5 separate regions of the Sus scrofa genome follow, and regions 1, 2, 3 and 5 are each linked to region 4. A link is a contact called in public Hi-C and HiChIP or PLAC-seq data. All regions are on one chromosome and are shown on one strand. The core of a region is the stretch at or near the end of the contact, and the rest is flanking DNA. Distances in the headings are between cores, read along the strand shown.

Region 1 (3,824 bases), core at 414-2,913, 170 kb after region 4:
ACCTGGAGTCCCTCCCAATTTCTCATTTATTTCTTCTCAGAGCAGGTGGCCATGATTCTTCTTTTCAGGCTGTTCCCTGTAGTAGTTTAAATTCTATGTCTTGGAAGTATGGCTGTAGATGTCTCCAGAATCCTGAGTGTGAGCAAATCCTATTCCTTTTTCTCTCATGGATCCCGCTCTCGAGACAGTTCATTATCCAGCTCCAGCACCCGGGAAATTGAATCCTCAGCAATGACAATCAGTTATATCATATGACTGACATATTCCTTGGACTTCGTTCAGGTGTTTAACATCCAATGACCCAAACTGACTTCCCAAGGAATTATAGCATGCACACAATTTTCCATACTTCTGTGGTTTTATCTGCCTCGTATATGTGGTCCAAACCGCAGCTGCATATTAGATTAGGATTTGGGGCAAGTCACTTGAACTCCCTGGGCCATAGTTTTCTCATCTGTAAAATTAAGGGATTGGATTTGATGATCTTTGAGATGTCTTCTGGCTCTAATCAACTATGAGCACAAATTTAATTTGCTGCATGAATAAGCTAGCAATAACTGAGATAACAGACAGTGCAGGAAGGGCCTCCTCAAATACTATGGAACCTTCTGTAATGATACACAAGTTATCTCTGCAACGACTGCTAGAGCTCTGCTGGAACCACACTAGCTTGTAAGGCAACACCCAGTGCATGAAGAACCAAGAGCAATAGGAATCATCTGGCAGGGAAGATGTAAAGTTTTAATTCAGGACGATAAGATACCAGGACAAATAACAGTAAGTTGTGAAACACAAAAGCAACAAGCTGGAAAGTAAAGGAAACTGACAAATAAAGAGAAGACTAGAAAAGACAGTGGATAATAGAGAAGAGCATCTTGAGGTGGCAAGCACTGAAGACTCTCCAATCCGCCTCCATGTGTGGTAATCACCGCTTTGGCTCGTTGGGTCCAGACAGGGCTGAAATCACAGGCGAGGGAGTGTTTGCTTTCCGTCCCTTGGCTGAGCCTGGCTGGTCACTGTGTGCCTGCCTTTTACAGAATGATTTCATCTGTCTGACTCCCACCGTCAAATATTCTAAATCGCAACCAGATGACTGGATTCAGGAAGCTCTGTGGCACCCTCAGCTTGATGTTTTGGCGCCTGTCTCAGTGTCCATGTAGATGAGGACCTGAGCGATTGGCTCCTGTGACTTGTCGAGGACGCCCCTGCAGGGCAGCTCAGGGAAGGTCTGGACTCAGGAGACGGATGGCGGGGTCCGGCTGGTGACTGCTGGCTCTGGGCTCGCCCTCTAGGTGGCCGGAGTTTGAGTGAGATGCCCACCTGAAGCAGAAACAGGAGGCATTAGGATGCTTTCTTTTCAGGTGTCATCTTCTTTTTGATGTTTTCTGCAGAATGAAACAGTATCAGGAAAGTGTCAATGGAGGCTCAGTCATTGGCCTTCATCCTATTTTATTGCTTTAGCAAAAGCTATTTTTAGAGCAATAATGACAATGTGTGGTTGCTGACTTTCAGTCCCTCATACAACAGGCCTGAGTTTCTCTGCTGAAGGCTTCCCTGTCTTCATCTGATAAAGGTTAAATTTTCTAACTTGAGTCCAGTTACTTTTCCATCTGTAGTTTGTAATGAGGCTATGATCTCAGTCCTTAAATATGTGCTTGGGAGGAAAGGGATCAGCTCCTGGTCATGAATTTGACTGCTTCCCTCATCACTGTTTCTGCCTCCCTCCAGATGTGCTTGGGGAAGAGAAACAAAGAACTAAAAGGAAAATATTCTTGGGTAAAGACTCTTGAGAATCTCTTAGCAACTGATTATAAAACCAGGTTTTAAATCCTTGCTTATTTTAAAGTACAAGGCATTTGAATGCTGAGAGAATAGAACTGATTAGTTAACTTTACTTATTTAAATGATAATATTCATTTCTATTAACATAGACATTAAAATAATCCTACCATGAAGGGACTTTAAAAGGATAAGAAAGAATGGAGAAATGTATCTAATGCATTTTTTATTCTAACATTAGGTGAAAACCTGTATAACTTTTAGTCTAGTGTTTTTCAAGCATTGAAACATTCATGACTCTTTAGTGGGTCATGATATTATTTTATTAGATTGCTACCTACCTTTGTTAAAAGTGTGGAATAGGATAGAAAAGAATAGACAAGAAAGTATGAGACCTTATCATGCAAAGTTTGGTATAAATTCATGAAACCCGTTTGCATTATCCATGTGTGTGCGTGATTGATATAAATGTATTTTTAATGGTGTGTCAGACAATTCAAAACACTAATCTACTCCAATTACCTTATTTTCCAAATGAGGGGAATTGAAGTCCAGAATTGAATTTTTCCTTCCAAGAATACACAGGTAGTTAGTTTAGAACCCAAACAGTCCGGTCTGAACATTGAATCCATTTGCTTTTCCATTGTTTAGATTAGCTCTTGAAAATGCTTATAGGAACTGCCGGCGATGTGGCTGGTATCATTCACTTTAGAGCTATGGTAGAACCATGGAGGAATTTCCTTCCTTCCTTCCTTTGTTCCCTCTTTCTTTCTTTAATGGCCACACCCATGGCATATGAAGTTCCCGGCCAGGGATTAAATCTGAGCCACAGCTGTGACCCATCTCCCAGGAATTTTCATTTCTTTGCAAAGAGAGAAATGTTACAATCATTTGGGAAAATGGCCAGGAAGTGTCAGAACCTCATCAATATTAGCTTAAAAATGGGCTTTCTCAGCCTCCTCATGCCCAGCCCGGAGTCCCACCTACCCAACAGTGGGTGTTCAGTGTTGTTTTTCATCCATTGTCCTGTCACTGAGCCCAGAAAAAGCATCTAAGAGTGATGAGTCAAAAAATGGTAATGGAAGGGTAAATGAAGTTTCCTTTAGAAGAAATGAATGCTATTTTAAATCTTTAATCCAGTAGAGTGGTGTTCTCAAATTGTTCATTGGAAACTTAAGGTAAGGTTTTCTTGGTACAAATTCAGATATTAGGGGCCCATCCAGAAATTCTGATTCAAATAGGTCTAGGGTAGGTTTTCAACGAGCAGTTCAAGTGATTCTAGTGAAAATTTGCAGTTCGTCAGAGACTCTAAAAGTCAAGTCCTAGCATATAAATCGCTATGAGGTGTAATGGGGAACTGGGCTATTGCTGCTCATCGTAGGAAGTCCTTGTTATGATTTGGTGAAAGAAAGGCTGCATTTGAAGTCAGAGCCTTGGTTCCAGTCTCAGCCTTGATGCTAACTTGGAAAGCTTTGGGCAGGTCACACGCCTCTCTGATTCTTTCTATCCAACTTGAATTCTGTATTTTCCACTCTGAGATATTCAGATATTTTCCCTCTGGAAAAGGTTTTTACTAGGTCTGTTGGTTTTGTTTGTTTGTTTGTTTGTTTTTTAAGATTTATTCTCTTATTGGTCAGTATTTTCTCATATTTTTGCATGTCTGGCTATCCCAGCACTTGCCAGCTCAGTAGATTTATCTTATCTAATGGATCATATTTTTTAGTTCTTAGAATGAAAATGCTAAACAAAACACTTAATTGTGATGTTCTTAGTTTTCTACTCACCTTCATTTCTAAATTGACTTTTCATACTTAGAGAAACCAGGGATTATTACAGAGCATAGGGCCTGGAAGGGGAGGACTTGGGTTTAAATTATATCTTTGCTATGTCTGAACTAAGTAATTTTTCAGAACTTAACCTCCAGGAGTCTCTGATTGTTCATCTGTGGCTCTCTAAAAATTGGAGGTTATAAGATCTGGCAGTTTCACATAGTTGAGGAAGATCCAAAGAGACATTTTCTGTAAAAATCACATAATAGCTGTAAA
Region 2 (3,955 bases), core at 1-2,500, 230 kb after region 4:
TTTTGTGAATAAGTTCCTTTGTATCATTTTTTTAAGATTCCACATATAAATGATGTCACATGATATTTGTCTGTCTCTGTTTGACTTCACTTAGTATGATAATCTCTAGTTGTATCCACGTTGCTGCAAATGGCATTATTTTGTTCTTTTTGATGACTGAGTAGTATTCCATCATATATATGTACCACATCTTCTTTATCCTTTCCTCCATCGATGGACATTTAGGTTATTTCCATGTTTTGGCTATGGCAAATAGTGCTGCAATGAACATTAGGATGCATGTATTTTTTCAAATTATAGTTTTGTCTGGATATATGCCCAGGAGTGGGATTGCTGGATCATATGGTATTTCTATATTTAGTTTTCTGAGGACTCTTCATACTGTTCTACATAGTGGTAGCACCAGCTTACATCTTCATTGACAGTGTAGCAGAATTCTCTTTCTTTCAAATCCTCTCCAGCATTTGTTATTTATAGACTTTTTGATGTTGGCCATTCTGACTCGCATGAGGTGGTACCTCATTGTCATTTTGATTTGCATTTCTGTAATAATTAGCAGTGTTGAGCATCTTTTCGTGTAAACATACACTTTTAGACTGTTGGGGAATTAACTGATAAAATCAAATCAGTAATGTCTGACTTTTGGGCCCTTTTAAGGAGTTCGTGTTTGTCTCCACCTCTATTCCAGCCCAACCTGAAGATTTCTATTGAAATTTGCTGTAAATGTATTATTTGCCTGTCTCACGGATAAATCAGCAGTGAGGCCTGTGTTCTCTGGGAAGTAGTTCAATCTTGTTTGGGGTTGGCCTTTCCCAAACTCTGAGCTCCTTGTCACCATTTCAGAGTATACCTGCCCCATACCTGGACTTGCAAGAAGAGTCCTTACTGGTAACTCCTTCCTGGGACCCCACTCCCATCACCTGCCACCGCCTCTGTATGTCAGAGAGAAATTGTCTAACTAGGTAGTCGCCTCTTAAAGTTTCGGAGAAGAAAAAAATTTTTACTTTTATGTTATAGAAAAACTATTCAAGTAGAAATCACTCTTTTTAATGAAGTATATGAGCATCACCCTTTGTTGTTTAGAATTTACTCTTTTACTATTCTTCGGCTTTCCAGCTTCTTTGTCACACTGACCACTGGTCGCTCAGACGTTTCCCTCAGAAGTTTGAGGATGTGAAGATGTCCTCTCTGGGTCTGTCCTCTGCTCCCTTTCCTTCAGCCTCATGGGCTTTGGCCAGGTCACTGCCAAGCTGGCAGCCCTCCCAGTGCTATCGGTTTAGGGAACACAGTTTTAGGAAAACGCCAAGTGTAAAGCGTTGACTGCGCTTGAGCAATTTTAATTGCAGGAAATACAGAATGTGCTCTTAAAACTTTGTGCCTCTAATTCCGTTTTGCTGTCTCATTGCCAATTTGCTTTTATTAAAAACAGAAAACAAAAAAAATCTCAGCAGCCACCCCAGCCTTCGAGGATAGAACATACATAAACTATGCTTTTTTGTTGCTGTTGTTCTGGAAGTTTTTAGCTCATTGCTCATTTCAGATCAAGCCAAACAAAACAAAAGGAAAAAAAAAAACCCAACACCAAGTTAGCAAAGTTCTTTCATGCAAAAGATTTAAGTTATCTTCACAGGTTTAGCAGCAACTTTTAACTCTTTCTTGTTTGAGTTCAGTAGATCGGCGTGCTTCCTGCTGATAAGGAAATCGTTTCCTTTCAGCTAATGACTGGGAGTTTAGAGGAGAATGGAATCAAATAGATTATCAGTCACCAGTACTAAAAATTTTATAAAAATTAACTAAAGAAAACAGAATAACATACGATTCTCTTGAGGACATTATTTAGTCTAGTTCAGCTGATGTCTGATGATGTTAATATTGGTCAGATACACCTCACATTAAATGAAAAATATTTTTGCTTTGTTTATTTTTTGTCCTGATTGCCATGGTGATTTGTTTCCTCAGTAGATGGGCAGAACAGTAATAAGGGCGGTATTTAACACTGCCAACCCAGGCCCTTTGGGGCGAAATGCCCAACCAGGCATCGTGGAGGGAAGGCTGAACTAGGAGTTGAGGGGTTGGGGGTAGGAGAGGTTGGCAGAGGGCAGGGGTGGGGGAAGGTGGAGCCCAGATCTGCCATCCACTATGTGAGTGACAAGTCCAGAAGCCTTCTGGAGCCTCACTTTGCTCATCTCTAAAATGGACCCACCATGATCAATCTTGCCTACCTCATAGAATTGTTATGAATTTCAAATAAGATCATGTGCTTGTTAAAAGCACAGTGACAAACTGTGAACCACCATTCAAAGATGAACTGTCTTTGTTGCAGCTTCATGAACAAGTGATTTCTTATCTCTTATTGGCTATTCATGATGGCCCTTGAGCTGGTACGGTAATTCCTTTTTTCAATTCCAAGTCTTTCTGTAGCCTCCTCCAAGATCTAGATGAACCCCTCAATTGTAATACACAGCATACCTGGAGTGGCCGTCATATGCAAGACACTTTTGGGTATTTTCATTTAATCTGTATCACAACCCTCTGAGGCTGAGTCCTGATACTGTTAGAGATGAAGAAGACCCTGAGCCTCAGAAAGGTTAACTTAGTTACCCAAAGAGCAGCACAGCCAGGGTTGGAATCTGTTTTGTCTTATGCCCTGGTCTGTGCCTTACTTTATATTTCCAAACGTTTTGCAAGTTCTCGCATAACTTAGGCAACTCTGAAAGGATGTCATCTCCTCCATGAAAGTCTTCTCTTACCACTTGGGTGCAAAGAGCCACTCATCTCCATTTCTTCTATGTATCCCTCGGAACTCCATTTATCACCCCATGTCTACTCCTTGGTTAATATTTTCATCATGTAATTATGAATTAAAATAGAACTATTCTGTTCTGCAGTGCTTTCCTAGATCACCGCCATCTGTTTTAAATGACTGAAGCCCGGTCCTAGAAAACTTCTCTATTGCTCTACATTTTATTACTCAGATAGGTCATGTGATGATGGTGAGGAGAGTAGGAGTCTAAACATCAGCTACTTTGTTATTGCCTGATACTTGCTGGTGGGTATAAATTCTTTCATCTCCAGCCTTATCTCTCCTCTGTTTCTCTTTCCGACCCTTCCCATGACCCCTGGTCACACTTACCCAAGGTCTCAGACATGACTGACCATGACATGATTTTTTAAAAATTATTGCATATCCTGTTAAATTATTTTCACAACTGTGTCCTTGGTTTTGATTTTCAAAGGTGTCTCTGGACCATTATTTCTACTCTAAATGAAATGTAGACACCTGCGCTTTTCCAGAAGCCTTGTTGTTTCCGTCTTTAATATAGGCAGATGGATTTGGAAACATTTTATTCTGTGACTCATTCTGGAGAAATTGTATTTTTACAAGAGATTATCAAGTCCTGAACCGCACACCAAGGGAGATAGTACAGTGAACAAACACCCGTTTCCTGTCCCCAAATAAACGTAATTTTAATAGGAAAGAAAAATTAGGACACTTGTTTATGTGGAAAGGTTTTAGTATTATATCTTGGCAGCTGATAACAACTCCATAGGTAAAGCAGCTTACCAAATAAGTGTAGTTTTGAATTCCACAATCTTTATTCAAAAGAAAGCAAAACCCAAACTTGTCTCTACCACACAATATGCAGAAATAGTAAATCAAATAAAATGAACAGCTTTGCTATTCAGGAGAAACAAGATATTATTGATGAGGCAGAATTAAATCATTTAGCTTTCGATTCATTTCAGTGTTTGGGACATGTTACCTCTCCTTTAGAAATACACACAATAGGATTTGGGGGATGATCTCACTGTTTCTTTTAACTGGCAGTGGGATAGGAGGTGTTGATGTAGGTTCCAAATCACATTTCCTACACTAACTTTTTCCCTTTTCCACAACTAATTAAGTGGAAAACAATGTATGAGAACAATTTAAAAGACTCACCTTATATAGTCT
Region 3 (3,650 bases), core at 361-2,860, 210 kb after region 4:
TTTATTTCCTGTAGTCTTTCCCTATATATTTATTTTATTTGAGTGTTCTCAGGGGATGATATTGTACCTACTACTCTACAATGACTTTTTTTTTTCCTTTTTCTTTTTTATGGCCTCACCTGCAACATATGAAAGTTCCCAGGCTAGGCGGGCTAGTGGTTGAATCAGAGCTGCAGAGGCTAGCCTACACCACAGCCATAGCAACACTGGATCCGAGCCACATCTGCGACCTACCCCGCAGCTTGTGGCAATGCCAGATCCTTAACCCACTGAGCTAGGCCAGGGATCGAACCCTCATTCTTATGGACAAAGTCGGGTTCTTAACCCCCTGAGCCACAATGGAAACTCCTATAATGACTTTTCTACATGTAACAATAGCTTGTGAATGTTACTCTTTGTTATTTATTACACCACAGGCATTTGTAACATTGGATATCCCATCATCATAATACAGCCACCAATTCTTGTAGAGAATCTTTTCAAAAGTCTACTATAGTAAAGAGTGCTGAGATAAACATCTTCATAGTTAAATCTTTGCACAGATTCATGATTAGACAATAATTCAAAAAAAATATATATATATATATCCCCCAAGCAGCCTTTGTGGCTTCTAAAATAAGTAATATGTAGAGAGTAGAAATAAATATCAGTGCACCATTAAGAGGGGACAGCAAGCAGCCACCACGTGGAAAGGAAGCCACAGGGTCTGCGTTTGAGACCAACCTCTGATTCAGAGTGCCCCAAAGGAATTCAGAATGCAGTTTTTCAAGCTGGTTTCCTGGCCTCATGCAAAGCCCAGCATTGTGAGGAATTGTTTAATTTTAGATGGGTACCTCCTGTTTCCTGCCCCACCCCGCAGGCAGCACAAGGCAGGCAGCGTGGCCTCCCCTGTGCCTTGGGGGGGGATGTGTGCCTCTAGGTCCAGCATTGTGCCTGTGCGTGTCTAATGGAGCAGCCCTCCCCTCCCTGGGATCCCCAGCCCTCTAGAGTCCTCCCTGCTCTGCTTGTTCGCTTTCCTCTAAACATCTGCCTAATTTACCTCCAAGAAGTTGATTATGGTTTTATCACCCCAGCGTTTCTCATACCCGGTGGGAGCCTTTCACCCACTCTATGAATCCCGCCTGGCCGTTTTTCCTGTTGTTGCAGGAACATTTCAAAGCCCCTCAAATTGAAAGTAACCTTCAAGTGCCAAGTGTATCCGGGAGATTTGTGTGTAAACTTCAGCAACAATGTTCTCAATAACTGTTCTGATGAGGCCGCTCCCATAGATCCCAGTAGAGCTGTTTTTCCGGGTGGGGAAAATAATCCGAAGAGGTGCTCCAAGAATTCACCAATCCCTACTCCTCTGCAGCTAGAGCTGCAGGCTGGCGGGACAGAAAGCAGGGAGGAGGCTGCCTCAGGAAGAAACACAGGCAGTGGGCAGAGCTGCTTTGCTTAGTATGGCCTCTCCCTGATCCACTCCCCAAGCAGCCTTGACAGATTTCCCAGCACCCTCTTTGCCACCAGCCCTGTTGTCACCCACCGTCTCCCTCCACCCAGACACACACTCTACGCTAACAGTCTCCCTTGCCGTCTGATCTGCACTGCGCTCTGCACCCCACACGTCAGGAGTGGGCTCATCAACACACAAAACCAGGTTGTCATAGCAACACCGCCCTTGCTGGCTGCCAGCTCCTTAGAAGTGGTTCATTGATTCGGTGCTTCCGCGTCTGGTCCACCAGGGATGATTTCTGAGAAATGTTCTCCGTGAGTCAGTTCGAGTTCTCTCTACCCATCACATTTTTTCTCCCCAAGCTATTTCTGGGGTGGTTTCTTTGGAAACAGCATTGGTTCCCTTTGCCTCTGACCACGAGTTAGAATCACGTTTTGGGCACTTTCCCTACGCCAGAACTCACATTCAGCTTGTGTAGCGTGTCTTATTTGCTAAACATAATAACTTTATAAGTACCATTAAGATGCCAAGTTCAGAAAGAAATTTGAGCTTATGGAGGTTAAGACATTTTCACAAGATTGTATTCTAAGCAAATGTAGGAGCTCAGAAGGGACTTTGAATCTAAGAGCCTATCACTGACCACACTGAATATACTCTAAACTCTGATATGCTCCTGTAATAAAATGACTTTCCTGCTCCCAATCAAAAGAGAATCTTCTATTGGTGACAGTGACTTTGAAAAGCCATTCTGTGAACTCGTGGAGTATAGTTCTCAGAAATTTAACTATTTTCTTTACATTGATCAGATTTTTTGTTCTTCACAAATATCAGGGGATTCTCTACCACACCTAGAATTCTCCCTCACAGCAGATGAATCATTTCCATTATGTCTTAAACTCTAAAGTATGAAGTTTTGTTGGAATTTTTAAAGACTTGTAATAGGAAACGGGCCCTATTTTTCTTTCCAAAAGTTTCTCCATATTTAAATGATCATCCCAAAGAAACTCTTGATTTAATGGACTCTCTTTAATCAATTATTAAAACTTTTTTCTTCTGCAGAAATTGCAAATAAAAACGGTACTTAGAAAAGTATGAATTAGGAAGTTCCTGTTGTGCAGCAGTGACAAACCCAACTAGTATCCATGAGGACTTGGGTTCAATCCCTGGCCTTGCTCAGTGGGTTAAGGATCTGGCATTGCTGTGAGCTGTGGTGGAGGTCACAGACTAGGCTCAGACCCAACGTTGCTGTGCCTGTGGCGTAGGCCTGCAGCTGCAGCTCTACTTTGACCCCCTAGCTTGGGAATTTTCATATGCCACAGGCGCAGCCCTAAAAAAAAAAGGCAAAGTATGAATTAGATGCCAACCCCAAATAGAAAGGGCTGAGTTTTAGTTGTTACTCACCGTGACTCTACAATTCATTTAGGAGAGAAATCAATCTATGCATCCCCAGTTCAGAAAGGAAACAATTATACTTTCATTCATTACAATCACAAATTTTCAAGATCATAAAACAATTTTGCAACAGAGAGACACTTGAAAAGCTCCTTTTTGTTCTGAGAGTTCTTGGTGGTTCATTTAAGTTGATTCCCACCAAGGGAAAAGGTTACATATTGGCTGACTCTGGGTTTCTCCAGACTTGAGTTCCCATGATGCATAAAGTACCTACAAAACCCTTACAAAAATTGCACTGTCAGTGATATATCCTTGTTTTTTATTTTCCATTTTGTATGTATGGGTCCTTACTATTGGATGGATCATTTCACTTTTCAACTGTAGTCTGAAATCTCTAATAGTCTAATCAACTGCACAGGCACCAAGTTATCAAACCCAAGCAAAGGAAGTAGATAGAAATTGGTAAATGTGGCTTAGGCAAGAGATTTCCTTCCTCTTTGAGTGTCTTAAGAGTGGTTGAAATATTTCAGGGTGGCGTGGGGGTGGAGGATCTAAAACACCAAAATCTTAAATGAAACATCTCTTTAAGACAATGGCTGAAAAGATTCTACATAAGACCTTTGGTCTATACACACACGCACATAGGCACATAGGAAGATACATTTAATGGCCAACTTGAAAATGTAAGCAGCATTTTGAGTATTTAATAAATAATTAAAAAAAAAAAACCCAACCCCAGGGAGTTCTGATCGTGGCTCAGCAGAAAAGAATCTGACTAGCATCCATGAGGACAGAGGTTTGATCCCTGGCCTGGCTCAGTGGGTTA
Region 4 (3,703 bases), core at 977-3,476:
CTCAAAGGGACCCTGGCCGCTGCGTAAAAAGCAATCGCAGTTGCTACAATGACCTGGGAGGCGAATGCCACCACCCCACTCCCCCGTGAAGATTCTGCAATCCCTTTGTCTCGCTTCCTACACCGCTCCTGGGGAAAGAGCAGCCCGTCAGAGGGGACCAGGAAACTTTCTCAAAGTTTGGGGGAATCGCACTGATCGTTTGCAGGAGCCTTCGAGTAACAACAAAGTGGTAGTTTTAAGAAATCTGAATTTTGGTCGTTCTTGGGCAATGAGTCGGGGTAGAGGGTAAATGCTAACTTGCAAGATCTGGGTTCAGGGCAGGGCTGCGCCGCAGCAGCCACAGCGCTCTCCCCCCGCCCACCGCGTACCCCAGGCAGCCACCGCCCCAGCCACATCCCCAAGGGCGTGTTAGCTTCGGTTCCCCTCTGCCGCCCTCCTGAAGCCCCGCGGGCGCTTAGTCTTACTTCTCCCGCAGCCGCATGATGTCCTCGGCCAGATTGTCGCGCTCCACCTCGACGCGGGCCTTGTCGTTGGTGAGCTGGTCCACCTGCCGGCGCAGCTCTCGCATCTCCTCCTCGTAGAGGTCCCCCAGGCGCGACTTGCCCTGGCCCTTGAGTTGCTCGAGCTCGGCTAGCAGAATCTTGTTCTGCTGCTCCAGGAAGCGCACCTTGTCGATGTAGTTGGCGAAGCGGTCATTCAGCTCCTGCAGCTCCACCTTCTCGTTGGTGCGGGTGTTCTTGAACTCGGTGTTGATGGCGTCGGCCAGCGAGAAGTCCACCGCGTCCTGCAGCAGCCGCACGCCGGGCACACTGCTCCGCAGGCGCACGGCCGAGGAGCGCGTGGCGTACACGCCGCCCGGGGACGAGGTGTAGAGGCTGCGGCTGGTGCTGGGACGCAGCGCGCTGCCCAGGCTGTAGGTACGGGTGGACGTGGTCACGTAGCTCCGGCTGGAGCTCGGCCGGCTAGCGGTGCCAGGGCCGCCGAACATTCTGCGGTAGGAGGACGAGGACACGGTCCTGGTGGACATGGCTGCAGAGGTGGCAGTGGGCTGGGCGGCTGCGGTGGCGCGGACTGGCTCCGGGAGGAGAGGCGAGCGAGGGAGCGGTGGGTGTGGGCAAAGGGAGCGCTGCTGCGTCTCTGGCGCGGGGACCCCGGAGCAAGAGTGGCAGAGGACGGGACCCCGCCGAGGGCGCAGTTTTTATAACCGCCTTAGGATGGAGCGTTCCCTCCCACTGCCATCCCGGCGGCGGAGTGCGCCAGCCAATGGGGACCCGGCGAGAGGCGGGAAGGCTGGCCTGGGGTTTGGGGCGGGGGAGCCCGGGAGCCTCCCTCCTCCCCCCTCCTCCGCAACCGGGACTATGCTCAGTCCCCCAGTAACTTGGAGGCTGAACTGGAACTTTTGGGGCTTTCCTGAGGATGGCCTGAGGTGTGCTCACCTCTGGGTGATGAAAAAGGCTGGGTCCCGCGGTGATGGGGGAGCCCTCCCTAGACTGAACCACAAGGGTCCCGGGCACCCAGCCAGCTAGGGAGGCGTAGGAGGAAGCGTGCGGGTGGGAGGGGCGCGCGGCCCCTTGGCTGCGGTCGCCTGGAAGCGCGAGGGTGGGGGGGCCCCGCGGGTAAAGGAGCCGGAAGAGAGGAGTGAGGGATCCAGCAGATCGGAAGGCGTGGAGAAAGAAACAAAGAGGGCCTGAGATTGGAGCGCGAGGTGGGGGCGCGCACAGCCCGGGGCGCAGGGCTCTGGGCTCTGCGCAGCCTTGCGCACGCCTGCTTGGACAGCGGGACCAATCCGGCCCCAACTTTCCTCGTCCTCCTGTAGTAGGAGTTCCTGTTCAGGGACCTAACCGGCTGGGCCCGGCTTTGGACAAGGAGCTGCAAGGAAGTGGCCAAGGAAAGCCCAGGGGAGATGGGTGGGGTCGCTGAGTCACCACTGGCAGTGAGTCACTGCGCTCTGCTGTCCCGCCACCGAGGTTGAGGAGTCCTAGCGGTTCAGGAAAACCGTTAGACGAGATTGACTTTCGTCTCCCCGGGCCACTGTGCGAGTACTGTTGGTTCTAAGTTTTACCCAACTTCGAGCTGGGCTCTGCTTTCTTATGTGCCGTTCGCTGGTTTGGAGTCTAGAGCGCTCCTAAATTCTTAGGAACGCGCCCAATCCAGATTTTGCTCCAATATGCTGGCTTCTCTTTAGTAAGAAACTTCCGCGGAGGCTCTGTAACCGCCAAACGCCGGTCTCCGGCCTCACAAAGGCACTTGGGGAGGGTTTTTCTTGCAAAGTTTCCTCCCGCCTCCCCTCCGGTCTCCTCTCCGCCTTCCTCCACCCCCTCCCCCCGTAAAACCGCACCCGACTTTTAACAAGATCTGAACGTTTCTGGGTGAAAGAGGAAACTCTGTAGTTGCAAAATCCAATTGAGTGATCACTGCTTTTTCTGCTGTAGTGAGAGACATTAAAGATATAATCTACACCAATTATAGAATTAAGTAGATGTTGCTTTAAATGTTTAATTTGATTAATAAAAGGCAGTTATGTAACTCAAGGGACTGAATGTTTGAGACTAGATTTATGTGTTCATTTTAGTTCACGCATGATGCACAGCGCAGGATTCTGGTGACTTGTCTGAGAAATGTCACAGGTCCCTTAGCCTATTTTCCAGAAGAATTCCTGCAATTCATCTTGGAGTGAGGGGGATAAAGCTGTCTACAGAAGGAGAAAACTTTTGGTCCAGGGCACAAGGGCGTGTTCAGATTCCAACCTGAAAATCTTTCTAGGTAAATCACTCAACTGAAGGGGTTTTGTTGGGAATGAGTAAAGCGCAGAACAGAGAAGAGAGTCTGTCAGTGATTTCGTAGCAATTTAAAAATCACAGGTTTTCGTCGTTATTGTTGTGGTGTTTCAGTGTTTAGAAGAGTTGAGTATTGAACGGATTAACTCCAAAATCACTGCAAAAGTAGAAACATCTTGATTCAGTGGTGGATGTGGAGGGAGATAAAATTCTTCCCTCTGCTTTTGTGTTTTTGTTTTGGAAAGGGGGGCCCTGAAGGTTGCCTGGCATTTAAGAAAAAATAGTTCAGAACCAAATGAAGGGTTTATTTTCACTTCTTTGTACAAGCCTCTTTTAGGCAGTGTTTTGTTTACCTCCTTTCAGTTCGTTCTGGCCGGTGGGGCTGCCAAGGTCGCGCTGCAGGACCCCTTGCTGTACCGCTCCCCCGCTGTGGATTGCCTTAATTCTCTCCCCGCTCTGCGGGTCCCTCCCGAGGCGCATTCCTGGGGTGTGGCGTCCTAGCGGGCCCACTTATGCTCTGAGAGCCCTTTATGCGAGCTCCGCTCTGCAAATGTCACTATTGTGAGTTTGCCTGGAACCCTTCGGATGAGAAAAAGCCGTTTCCCTCTGGGGAAAGGGAGGGTGGACCTTCCTCCCACCTAAAATGCTGATCCCAGGACAATGCGCTGGTGCTGTCAGGGGACGCTTGCTGACTGAGTCACCACGGGGAAATGAGGGCAAGGCTCTGGTGCGGTGTGGCAGGGTGCCCTGTTGGTGACCAAAGCACATTCCTCAGGTCTGTGGGTGACTCCCTCTGGGGGGGACGCTGGGGCCTCATCATCATCTCGGGGGGTATCCCTTCTCCTTTGCAACCTGTCCCCAAGCTGTATCCTTAGGATGGGTGTGTGTGTGCTTGCTGTCTCAGCTCAGGCTGCTACAACAAATTG
Region 5 (3,553 bases), core at 257-2,756, 150 kb after region 4:
TAGTTCCAGATATCTTGTTGCCATGAGAACATGCCCTTTAAATGTAGATTAAGATGCGAATGCCTAGTGTATCTCTTTCATATAGAGTCTGGTTTTGAAAGACTTTTTGCTCTGTAAGAGAGCTCCGTAAACATTTCTTTGAGAATGAAATATAACTATTTAACAAATGTGGTATTGCCCAGATTCATGGCAGCATCTCTTTCTTTTTCTTTTGTTATTAAACAGGAAACACACACTTATGTATTAATTCTTGGATTTATATTGCTACGGCAAATACAATCTCCAGTTCTAAAAGTGTACATTGCCCCCAGGTGATGTGATGTGGCTGGTAGCAGAAGAATTAGGCATAGCAAGAATAGATCAACTCTCGGTCCATCTGTTTTTGTCGATGAGAGCTTTTAAATTATATAGAATGGTTCAATGAATGTGATAGAACCATCTTTCCAGAATAAAAAGAAGCAGCTCTCATTAATATTTCATAAGCAAATGAAGCCATCAGAACTCTGACTGAAGGACACATAAGGTAGTAATGAAAGTTTAATTTTTAATCCCAGTGAAGGCAAGTACTAAGCTGAATAATAATTTTGGAAGCTTATGTGATATTAAGGCCATGTCTTGAAATGAGACATGGAAGGAAATGAATAGAATTGCTCACCTCACCAGATCTCCTTGACCTACCCCAAGTCTTTTGTCCCCCTCCCACCAAGACTGGGTGGGTAGAAGGGGAGCACAGAAGAGAGGTACAATGGAAGGGGAAGGAGAGGAGATTTCTGGGAAACAGGAGGGCTTCTGGGAGAACTGATTCCTTCTTAGACAAGGAAAGCAAAATGGAAGTAAACAGCATAGAAAAGTTGATAACTCTAATTAACATGATAGGGAAAAGTAAGTTACTTTCGGTTTGGCTTCTGCAATCTAGGGCATGTGTACTGATTCTGCAAGTCTCACTGCCGGACAAATTCATCCTATTTGACACCGCTTGCCATGCCCAGGAAATTCACGACACAGAAATTGTACACATATCTCTCCACAGTGTGATGCAACTAGATATTAGGGTTAAGATTTGTGAATGTCCAATTTCTTGGAAGTCTATAAACTCTCTCCTAAATAATTACTGGGTCAAAGTAGGAAATAGAAAATGACATGAATGGCAAAACAAAAAAGAAAAAGAAAAGGCTGTGCATCAAAACCAAGTAAAAATCTCTAAGATGTTAAAGAAAACTAAAAAAAAAAGGGGGGGGGGATGAGAGAGCACAGTAAACTGGAAAACTGAAGGTCTGACTTGCCTCTGAACCCTTCATCACCTCCTCTGTCCCTCCTTCCCTGAGCCACCACCCCCTGTGCTCCCACTGGGCCCTCCAAGGTTTTGCCACCTCCCCAGGGGCCTTCAGATGGATTCGCCCTCACAAAGGACTTTCTTTTGGTCTTTGTTAGGCATGGAAGCTATTCAGCTCCAGCCTTGGGGTTGGTTGAGGGAGGGCTGTGACTTTTGGTCTGCCTAAGCCTTGTTACCCTCAAAGGGACACGTCGTCGATGGTCAGAGCCTCATGACTCATGACTCACAGAAAAATTCTTAAGGGTATAAACTGAAAGGGCAGAGAAAGAATAGGACCTCTGGCAACTGGAGCAGGAATGTAGCTGCAGCAAGCAAATGCACCAGAGTTGCCTGCGGGCTATTGTTTTCCAGTTAAGCACATGTGGACATTAATTTTAGTTCAAAGAAATGTCTTTCTAGAGATCTTAGGGGGGAAAAGGGGGGAAATGGGAAGATTGTCAAGAGTTTGCATTCTTAGAATATTGGATTTGGGGTTTGGGCAGAGACTAGAAACTTTTGGTTAGTTTCTAGCATTTTTGTTGTCAAAACAGTTTTTCCACAATTGCTTGGCCATCTTGGTGCTTTTTATTGAAGTAATAAAAGATTCCATTGCACGGAGTTCCCATCGTGGTGCAGCAGAATTGCATCCAACTAGGAATCATGAGGTTGTGGGTTTGATCCTAGCCTCGCTCAGTGGGTTACGGATATGGCGTTGCTGTGAGCTGTGGTGTAGGTCATAGACCCAGCTCAGATCTGGTGTGGCTGTGGCATAAGCTGGCAGCTACAGCTCCGATTAGACCCCTGTCCTGGGACCCTCCATATGCCGTGGGTACGGCCCTAAAAAGACAAAAGGAAAAAAAAAAAAAAAAAAGACGCCATTGCTCAGTTGAGATAATGTTACCGATTGGTGCTGAGGAAGCCAGGCCATGGACTGAGAGGGTAGAACCACCTAGTTTGGGGCCCGTGAGGGACCGTGTGGCATAGATCCGTCCTGTCGGTCAAGGAGTTGCATGCTTCTGTGGAGATCACAGACCCAGTGGGTAAGGGAGATGGAGAGCACGGAGTGAGAAGAGGATTTGGAAATGATGTTTATCAGAGCATGGGTGCTATTGGGGCAGATCGAGAGGTATAAACGAAAACAATCTTGCATGAAAAGATGACAAAGGACTTCAAGTCTCCGTTTGACCAATGGCGAGGTATTTAACATCAGTAAACCTCAGGTTTCTCATCCACCTCAGAAACAGTAATATTATTCTTTCCGGAAGGATTAGAAGTTATTCACGCATTTATGTACTCATGTTCTAAACATTTATTATTTATTTATTTAAAAGTTGACTTTGGACTTTATTTTATGTTCATTTTTTTAAGTAGGAATTGCAACAATTTTTATTTAGTTATTTATTTATTTTGCTTTTTTAGGGCCACGCCTGCGGCACATGGAGGTTCCCAGGCTAGGGGTCCCATCGGAGCTACAGCTGCCAGCCTATGCCATAGCCACAGCAATACAGGATCTAAGTCATGTCTGTGACCTACACCACAGCCCACGGCAATGCCAGATCCATAACCCACTGAGCAAGGCCAGGGATCGAACCCGCAACCTCATGGTTCCTAGTCGGATTCGTTTCTGCTGCGCCATGACAGGAACTCCTTGATATTTATTAAGTAACTTCAGTGCCAGGTACTGTGCTGGAGGTGGATGTGCAGAACACAGAGGTATGAAACAAGTAAGCCCCAAACCACATAATTTCAAGGTGGGCAAAGTATCGTGAAGGAAAGAAAGTATATGAGAGAAAATAACACGGTGATGACTTAAGCTGAACGCTTAGCGGTAGCTTCCCGGGGATGTCAGATTCGAGTCTGAAGATGAGAAGGGATTAGCAATGCCAAGAGCCGAGAGAAGGGAGAGAAGGACCATTCCAGGGAGAGGTGCCAGCAGAGCCTCAGAGGTTGAATTGACAAAAAGCTTCACACACACCCACAGAATTGCGAATAGATGAGTATGGCTGGCATCGAAAAGGAGAGGAAGAAAGAAACTAGAGTTAGACGGGAACTAGATTCTGCAGGGCTTTGTACATGGAGGTAAACAACTCAGTTTTGCTAAATGAAAAGAAATAATCAGAATGTTCTTAGCACAGTGCCTGGCCCACTGTGAATAGTTATTTAGTAACAGGTCACATGATGATGATTCTCTCTCTCTCTTTTTTTTTTTTTGGCTTTTTAGGGCCACACCCGAGGCATATA

What was found. Hi-C and Micro-C count contacts between places; a contact is called where the count stands out from the background. HiChIP or PLAC-seq counts read pairs in DNA pulled down with a chosen protein or histone mark.
Region 1: a contact with region 4 is called in a Hi-C map of embryonic fibroblasts, with 3 times the contacts expected there. The contact joins the enhancer-like site here to the promoter of VIM in region 4. A contact is called at or near these places in 2 of 5 promoter capture datasets (fetal liver and fetal skeletal muscle), 3 of 47 Hi-C or Micro-C datasets (embryonic fibroblasts, skeletal muscle and subcutaneous adipose tissue) and 2 of 2 datasets of contacts at active chromatin or transcription factors (alveolar macrophages and skeletal muscle).
Region 2: a Hi-C map of retroperitoneal adipose tissue shows a contact between it and region 4, with 2.7 times the contacts expected there. The contact joins the enhancer-like site here to the promoter of VIM in region 4. A contact is called at or near these places in 2 of 5 promoter capture datasets (fetal liver and fetal skeletal muscle), 7 of 47 Hi-C or Micro-C datasets (embryonic fibroblasts, fibroblasts, mesenteric adipose tissue and 3 more) and 2 of 2 datasets of contacts at active chromatin or transcription factors (alveolar macrophages and skeletal muscle).
Region 3: an H3K27ac HiChIP or PLAC-seq map of alveolar macrophages shows a contact between it and region 4. The contact joins the enhancer-like site here to the promoter of VIM in region 4. A contact is called at or near these places in 2 of 5 promoter capture datasets (fetal skeletal muscle and skeletal muscle), 14 of 47 Hi-C or Micro-C datasets (adipocytes, alveolar macrophages, embryonic fibroblasts and 10 more) and 2 of 2 datasets of contacts at active chromatin or transcription factors (alveolar macrophages and skeletal muscle).
Region 5: a Hi-C map of embryonic fibroblasts shows a contact between it and region 4, with 1.9 times the contacts expected there. The contact joins the enhancer-like site here to the promoter of VIM in region 4. A contact is called at or near these places in 1 of 5 promoter capture datasets (liver), 5 of 47 Hi-C or Micro-C datasets (embryonic fibroblasts, fibroblasts, mesenchymal stem cells and 1 more) and 2 of 2 datasets of contacts at active chromatin or transcription factors (alveolar macrophages and skeletal muscle).

What each region holds. Positions count from the first base shown.
Region 1 is chr10:43,340,725-43,344,548 of Sscrofa11.1, reverse strand. The region is part of intron 22 of CUBN (cubilin); the gene reads left to right. Among named protein-coding and RNA genes, the nearest start is that of CUBN, 72 kb to the left of the region's middle. Within about 2 kb of position 1,663, at least 27 of the 83 cell types and tissues checked have an H3K27ac peak or open chromatin away from gene starts, as enhancers often do. A contact at or near this core is called in embryonic fibroblasts, fetal skeletal muscle, skeletal muscle and 1 more, where this site is marked.
Region 2 is chr10:43,282,281-43,286,235 of Sscrofa11.1, reverse strand. The region is part of intron 29 of CUBN (cubilin); the gene reads left to right. Among named protein-coding and RNA genes, the nearest start is that of CUBN, 130 kb to the left of the region's middle. Within about 2 kb of position 1,250, at least 21 of the 83 cell types and tissues checked have an H3K27ac peak or open chromatin away from gene starts, as enhancers often do. A contact at or near this core is called in alveolar macrophages, mesenteric adipose tissue, omental adipose tissue and 2 more, where this site is marked.
Region 3 is chr10:43,306,146-43,309,795 of Sscrofa11.1, reverse strand. The region is part of intron 28 of CUBN (cubilin); the gene reads left to right. Among named protein-coding and RNA genes, the nearest start is that of CUBN, 110 kb to the left of the region's middle. Within about 2 kb of position 1,610, at least 65 of the 83 cell types and tissues checked have an H3K27ac peak or open chromatin away from gene starts, as enhancers often do. A contact at or near this core is called in alveolar macrophages, embryonic fibroblasts, fetal skeletal muscle and 5 more, where this site is marked.
Region 4 is chr10:43,514,964-43,518,666 of Sscrofa11.1, reverse strand. It overlaps VIM (vimentin), which reads right to left and starts at 2,226. Exons shown (of 8, transcript XM_005668107.3): 1 at 465-2,226. The coding sequence starts at 1,027.
Region 5 is chr10:43,361,309-43,364,861 of Sscrofa11.1, reverse strand. The region is part of intron 17 of CUBN (cubilin); the gene reads left to right. Among named protein-coding and RNA genes, the nearest start is that of CUBN, 52 kb to the left of the region's middle. Within about 2 kb of position 1,506, at least 17 of the 83 cell types and tissues checked have an H3K27ac peak or open chromatin away from gene starts, as enhancers often do. A contact at or near this core is called in alveolar macrophages, embryonic fibroblasts and subcutaneous adipose tissue, where this site is marked.